Regions from separate parts of the Mus musculus genome. Here region 1 is linked to region 2. Evidence: chromatin contacts called from public Hi-C data. All regions are on one chromosome and are shown on one strand. The core of a region is the stretch at or near the end of the contact, and the rest is flanking DNA. Distances in the headings are between cores, read along the strand shown.

Region 1 (3,347 bases), core at 584-3,083, 52 kb after region 2:
GCGCACACCTTTAATCCCAGCAGAGTCAGGTGGATTTCTGAGTTTGAGGCCAGCCTGGTCTACAAAGTGAGTTCCAGGAAAGCCAGGGCTATGCAGAGAAACCCTGTCTCGAAAAACAAAAAAAGAAAAGAAAAAGAAAAAAGAAAAGAAAAGAAAAGAAATCAAACAGTTTAAATAAATAAATCTTTTAATACCCATTAATATTATATTAATATAGCACTATATTAACATATGTTATATTAAATGTCTATTAACATATATTATATCATTAATATAATACTAATTCTATTATATTAATATAATAAGTAATATATATTAATATATTTCAAATGAAATTCTCAGAGTATAATAAAAATTAAAGAAAAGAGAAAAGGTGGAGAACTAGCTGGGCACTGGTTGGAATCAGATGACCTGAATTCAAGATGACTTCTGTGTAACTTTTGTTTCAGGTTGCTTTGCTTGTGGCCCTGTGTATCAGACCTAGGGCTTCACGCATAATATGTGAGTTTTCTATCATTGACCCACATCGTAGCCACAAGCTTTTCTACTCGGCCTCTTCATACCCAGAAAAAATGATCCTGAGACTTATTTATGAATAAACACCTCTGCCATAAGCATTGGCGCATTCCCAACTAGCTCATAACTTACATAACCCGTTTATTCTATTCTATGTCTGCCACCACACGGCTGGTCACCTCGCCTCAGTTTCATGCATCCAACTTCCTCAAAGTTCAGGACGAATGCTCTTCTCTTGACTCTTTCCCAGAATTCCTTCTCTCTCTGCCAGAAGTCCCACCTTCTATTTCCTGCCTGAGCTAATAGGCCATCAGCAGGAGATGCTGCCACATAATGCATAAGCCATTCTCTCTACACCACATTTGGTATGGTTTCTTTTAACTTCTATTATTTTTAATTATGTGTCTGTGAGGAGGCTTTGGCCAGTCCGGAAGCTCGCGGTACACGAAGTTTTGCGCCCCCTAGAGGAGGGTGCTGAGAACTCCGCTCCGTGCTCGCATTTGTTCTTTTCTAACCCGCATTTGTTCTTTTTAAAGACTCACTTGGCCCACTTCACAGTTCGGATTAGGCAGGATTTCAGAGTCAACGTCTCCTCCTCCTACTGCTCCTCCTCCTCATTTTTAAATATGGTTTTTCATTTTCTCCCGGGGAGGAATGTTCAGGAACAATATGTACGCATCTGACCCAAAGGGGGGGGGGGGGGGGAGGGAGTAACTTGGATGTATACATTTCACTAAAAAAAAAAAAAAAAAAAAAATTAGCCAATGCTTAGTGCACTAAAAGATACCTCCGGTGACAAAAGGGCGCAATTCCGCATATTTAACCTAAGAGTCTGCAAATGGTTCTAAAGACTTCCAAATCTCCTCCCTAGGATAGTTTATTTCTCTCTGGTAGCATGGAGGCCACCAGAACAGGGGAGGAGGGGAGATAATTGGGCAGTGGCATAACTCCTTTCTCAGCTGGCAACCTTTTAAAGCCTATTAAATCTAACCGGCAGTTGGCCTCTCCGTACCTCCTCCGGCTGATGTCTGCTGCAGACTCCCCAGCCTGTTTTGACCGGCTCTTAGAAAGAAAAGCAAAAAACTGTCGGTGGCCTGCATCAGGCAGGGAAACACCCCCACAAAACTGCAAGAGCAGAAATGGATAGACTGTTAATAGCACGGACATATCCCAGGGTCTGTGCTTCTGCCTAATGGGACTTCTTGTCTTCAGATTAGTCCACAATGGGGAAGTTGTTCATCCTAAGAGAGATTCAAATAAGAGAGTTCTTCTGTTTGAACAGCAGGCAAGTAAATAGAATGCAATCTGCAGCCTGCACACAGCTCCAGGCTGAGAGAGGCAGAGCTCAGGCACTGAGCAAGCCAGCTACCAATTCCCTACTTCTCGAGGGTTAGCAACAGGCTCTTTGCAGAACCGTTTTGGAGGAAACAAATCACCGTAGCAACACTGAAATGAAAATTTGGTATTTAAAACACGGAGTCTCAACTCTAGCTGCACATTAGGAGCACTTGTGGAGATTTTTAAGAAGAGATGACTGGGTCCCACCCTCAGGGACTTTGTTGTGTTCTGGGGTTTTTTGTTGTTGTTTTGTTTTTTTTTTTTAGCTCCAACAGGGAATCTGATGCTACAGAGACCGGAAAAGGCTGGTGTGGGACATGGAGAAAGTTCATAAACAGAGACTTGAAAGCAGGACTCCACAGAACAAACTTCACAGGTAAAGGGCTGCTGACCCATAAAGAAGGCTCTGTGATAGCTTCATACTGAGGAATATGGTTTCCATATCAAGACCCTGGGCTATAAACAGTTTGTGATATATTTTTATGTAATTGTTAATTGTTTAATATAGCATTCCAGTTGAGCCAAAGTCAGCATAGCTCAGAATACAAGCTATCATCGACCATGCTCTTCGCCGCAAAGAGACACCGTGCTCCTGGAAACTCATAGAGGGAACTATTTAGCCGAGACTAGCCTACAGTTTCAGAGGTTTAGCCCACTGTTTTCGAGACAGGAAGCCTGGCAGCATGCAGGCGGACACAGTGCTAGAGAGGTAGCTGAGAGTTCTACATCAGGAACAGCAAGCAGCAGGAATGTGATGCCCCCTTCTTCCCCAGGGCTGTTGCCCACCAGCCAGCAAGCACGAAGGAAGCAGAAGTGGGGTGGGGGTGGGGTAGGGCTCGAACAGCTGGGACTGACTTCCAGGATCAACTTCAATGAGACAGTTCCACTTTATTGGGGATGAACAAGGTTTATATAGATCTTGAGGAGTGGGTAGGTAGGGTGGGAATACTTCTTTTGCATGAAGAAGAATTCCAAGAACCTGCCAGGCATGTTCAGGTTCAATGGAAGTGGGGAAGGGGGAGTGTTTAACCTATAATCTGGCCATAGACTATGTGACTGTGCTCAGAGGTTTTGGGGGGGGGGGGGTTACAGGTGGGAAGTGCTGTACCTCGTTATCATTCACAGTAAGGGCTGAGCAGGACCTCGGAGCTGAATGGAGTAGCATTTACAGGAAGCTCTGTGCAGGGTCATCCTCCAGATAAGGTAGGGCACCTGTGCCTAGAGACAGTCTCTAGATAAGATCAGACAGAGAGGAGGAAACCCCGCTGAGAACGGGAGTCCTCCATTTTGCACCAGGCTGGGAGAGCTTATCTGGTCACGATAGACTTTGACCTTAATAGCAGGGTCTTCCAACACAGGAAGAGAGAGAGATTGGTCCTGGCTTGAGCATTTGAAACCTCAAAGTCTACTCCCCAAGCCCTGACCCCATGACACCCCTCTCCAACAAGACCACATGTACTCCAACTCACACGTCCTAATTCTTCAAATAGTTC
Region 2 (3,756 bases), core at 791-3,290:
TCTGAATGGTGAGGTTCTCTTCCCTGATCTACCCAGGGCATAATGGTGCTGCAAGGAAGAGACTCAAGTTTCCTCAAATTAGCTCACAAAATGGGTTCCATTTGAAAGATGCATCCTGTGGGCTAGGGAGATGACTCAGTTGTTCAGAGCACTTGTTGTTGCAGGGGACCTGAGTTCAATTCCCAGAACACCCATGGTAGCTCACAACCATCTCTTACTCTAGTTCCAGGGGATCCAGTACCCTCTTTTCTGGCCTCTGTGGGCACAGAAACAAAATGCCCATACATGTAAAACGATTGTCTTCAAAACTTCTAAGATGCAGCCCTTCTGTAATCTGTGGAAGAGTAGACTGGAGTAGGAGGGAAAAACAAACTCAGAGGCCAACTAGGGCTCATCTGGAACCTTCTCTCTGCAGCACAGGGTCCTGACTATTATACCAGCTTCTTACCTGAGGCGTCAGCTCCCCTATATCTTCCATGTGACTTAGCCCCTTGCTCTTCACAGTTCGTTCTCAGGACCAGCAACATTGGTATCATCACCTTGAACTCTTTTCAAAATTCAGAATTTCAAGGCCAGACGAGCCCTGTAAAAATCACAACATACATCACTGGGTCTTTAGTCAAGGTGTCAGACAAAGATGGGAGGGGGGAGAAATGAAGGAGGAGCTAATAAAGGGAGATGGGGTCAGGACTGGCTGCCTGGTTGGCAGAAACATGTCACTGCTGAGACAGGATGGCTGCTGACTGAGTTCTGATAAGATGAATGGGCAGAAGGGCATAGGCATGAAGAGAAATGTGTTTCTTGGCTGAATCCAGGCTGTGTCTATTCTGAGTGCTCGGCTCCCCAAGGGTCAGAGGCTGTGGGCTGATTCCTGTCACCTCTATGCGCGTCTCCTGAAATGAGACATCCGTGCCTCTCGGGCGATTAGAAACGTCAGCTGTCATTAGCAGAGTGGAAGCTTGGTCCTTTTCGGAGACTGTTGTCACACAAACTGCAATCTGCATATAAAGCAAAGAGCTGAGGGAACTGTGGTTCTCCCCAGTTCAGTGATCCAGTAATGAGCTCCCAAGGCCTTCCTTCTGAATCCTTGAGAGGCAGTAGCTCTGCTAATGCTTCTACCCCGGGAGGTGGTTTCCATACCCGGCTGTACAACAGAGCTGTATGTCATTTTCTCCTTAGGGCTCAAATTGAACTTGAGAAGGTAGCCTGTGGGTAGCTAATTAATAGATTTTTTTTTTTTACAATTTTATGTACCTCGAATTATTCTGACTAAATTTTCAAGCTGATTAAGAATAAGACCTGAAATCTAGCAAGCATTGTTTCCTGTCCCCAAAGAGCTGACTGGGGGAAGCCCCAAGCAAGCTCTTGAGCTGACATATACCAAAAAGAAAACAGGGGAAGGCTGCAGGATCAAGATTCAAGACACAAAACAGGTTCCCTTTTCTCTCTCTGTCCTCTTACAAAAAACTCCCCTCTTCCTCCCTTTCCCCAGTTTTCAGCACACAAAAATTTCTGGTTCTCAAAAAAAAAAAAAAAATTTGGTTCTCATTATCAAGTGCCTGAAACATAGAAACCCCTGCAGCAGTGGATTAGAGATTTCTGCTGGAGCCCGTTCACGTCTGTCCTGCCAGTAAAAATGAATTCAGTGGGACCTATGCCCTGGGGCCACTCAGCCGGAATCCTGCTCTCACTGGTAGGGCCCTTGCCATGTGCAGCCCCCCTGCTCAAGACAAACACTGGCCACTCCTCTTGGTTAGATGTCAGAGTTTACATCAGATGGAGAGTGATGGGGGCTGGTGCTATCTCCATGTCCCTCTGTAAACACATAGATAAAATAGAGGGAAGAAAAACTTGAGGGATAAAAACAGGAATGGAGAAGGCATCTTCACGTAGATCCTTCTTGAACCACGTGCATCCTGTAGATGTTCCAACAAGCCGAGAGATGGGGACTTGATCCAAGCAGGTTAATCACAAGGGCTCATCCTTTGGCCTCCGTGACTACTCCGTTCTGGCCAGTTGGAACTCCAGCCTGGGTTTCTTTCCAAGTTAAACTGATGGAGAAGGATTTTCTATTGGGGCACGGGGCACGGGGGCGGGGGGGATTGTGATGCCGAAGCTGGACCTCTGTGGCCAGGCACAAGTGGCTAGCCTGGGCAAATAAGCCGATGCGCAGACAAGCAGCATGCGTTATCGCAGTGTTTGATTTCTCGGTTCCAGGTATTCCTGACGACAGATCTAACCCCATCCTTTTCCTGAAATATTACCAGTAAGTCAAACTCTATGTTGTCTGTAGTTCAATTTCTTTCGCTTGCCACCAAGAACGCCCTATTCCGTTCTCTTCTAGTGCTTCGTATCCTCGGAAACGCCCTTTGTTAAGTAGAAACGCCTCCTAAGAAACAGGCGAAGCTGACGGAATATAAAGGTCTATTACTAACCACAGTGCAACTGGAGTGCTATGAAGGGCAAAAATGGAAAGAAGGAGGAGGAAAGACAACGGTGAAGTAGTTTATGCCAAGATCCAGTTGCCATTTTTACACAGACCTTTCTTACCACTGGAATAAAGCATTGTAAGATACAGGATACCTATGAGCAGTGAAGCTGGGAGACAGGTCCTAGATAGAAGGCAAACATTCTTCCTGTTTGGACACCTTGACAAAATGTCGTAAAACTCATTCCCAGCTTTTGTGATAAAACCTCAAGTTTAAACACGGCAAACTGTCTTAACCAACAGTTAGCCGTGATAATCATCATGGGACCCTAGGCAGTTTCATGAAGTAACTAAGGAAACAGAAGCTGCGTCACAATAGCCGTGCCTCTCAGAGGCAGAACCAGGGCATTCTACTACGCATGCGCACTGATGGGGGCGGTCCTGCTTCCTCAAAGATCTTGGCTTCTTTATAATGCTGTTTACATTGGGATTTTGAACCCCTATCTTGTGGACTTTTCTAGAAAAAAAAAATCAAGAAATACCTCATCATAATTTGGGAAGGAGAAAAGCATTACTTTACCTAATAAACATACCTACCTCCCCTGTGTTCATAAAACCCGCTCAAACTCAACACCGGAGAACTTCCTGTTCCCTGACCCTCAGGGCAGCCCACTCCAGTCTCTCTCAAATACACTTTGCTTTTCCTTTGCTAAGTAAATTTCTATTTATAACGTCTGTGTCTCCCAACTGAATTCTCCCCTAAGACAAGAACCAGCAGGTTCCATTTGGAGGCTCCTGGCCAATGAGAAAGATGGTAGACAGACACCAAAAGCTGAGCGTAGAGTTCAATCCCTTCGCCTCTCTGAGAGTCTTTTCTCACCTCAACAAAGATGTTTTTTTAAGAAGAAGAAAAAAAAAAAAGAAAGGAGGGGGAATACCGGGAGGTGTCCCTAAACCCTCCAGCCACTAACACTTCAGAATTACACATGGAATTTCCAGGTATATACCCAACTTCTCCCATAAATCAAAAAAGAGGTTTAAAGAAAATTTGATCTGAGATATGTGGTAGATTGACTTCCTGACAAAGTCCACTCCTGGTTCCAGGTTCATGGTTCAGTCCCTCAGAGGTGAAGGCCTCATCTGGTAGAAGACCCTCATCTTGCTCATCCTGCCTGATTGATCTTTGTATTGCCCGATGATCAAATGTTGAGTAAAAGCTTTTTGAAAGCTAATGGGGGCTCTGCACTGTCGGGTGGGTGCTGTCTCAGGCTGACTTGCTTCTGTTGACGTAATGGCTACCCAGATCCTCCTGCAGTGCAGTGGTTTTA

The links. A called contact is a pair of places that touch in the nucleus more often than the background predicts.
Region 1: a contact with region 2 is called in a Hi-C map of cerebral cortex, with 3 times the contacts expected there. The contact joins the enhancer-like site here to the promoter of 4930484H19Rik in region 2. A contact is called at or near these places in 1 of 39 promoter capture datasets (the HPC-7 cell line), 2 of 484 Hi-C or Micro-C datasets (cerebral cortex and nephron progenitors) and 1 of 115 datasets of contacts at active chromatin or transcription factors (embryonic stem cells).

The regions. Positions count from the first base shown.
Region 1 is chr10:126,843,913-126,847,259 of GRCm38.p6, forward strand. No RefSeq gene overlaps it. Among named protein-coding and RNA genes, the nearest start is that of Gm24179, 5.1 kb to the left of the region's middle. Within about 2 kb of position 1,834, at least 99 of the 459 cell types and tissues checked have an H3K27ac peak or open chromatin away from gene starts, as enhancers often do. A contact at or near this core is called in cerebral cortex, where this site is marked.
Region 2 is chr10:126,791,670-126,795,425 of GRCm38.p6, forward strand. It overlaps 4930484H19Rik (RIKEN cDNA 4930484H19 gene), which reads right to left and starts at 2,041. Exons shown (of 4, transcript NR_131015.1): 1 at 879-2,041; 2 at 449-583. Gm51788 (a long non-coding RNA gene) reads left to right here. Exons shown (of 3, transcript XR_003948980.1): 2 at 2,218-2,266; 3 at 2,345-2,943.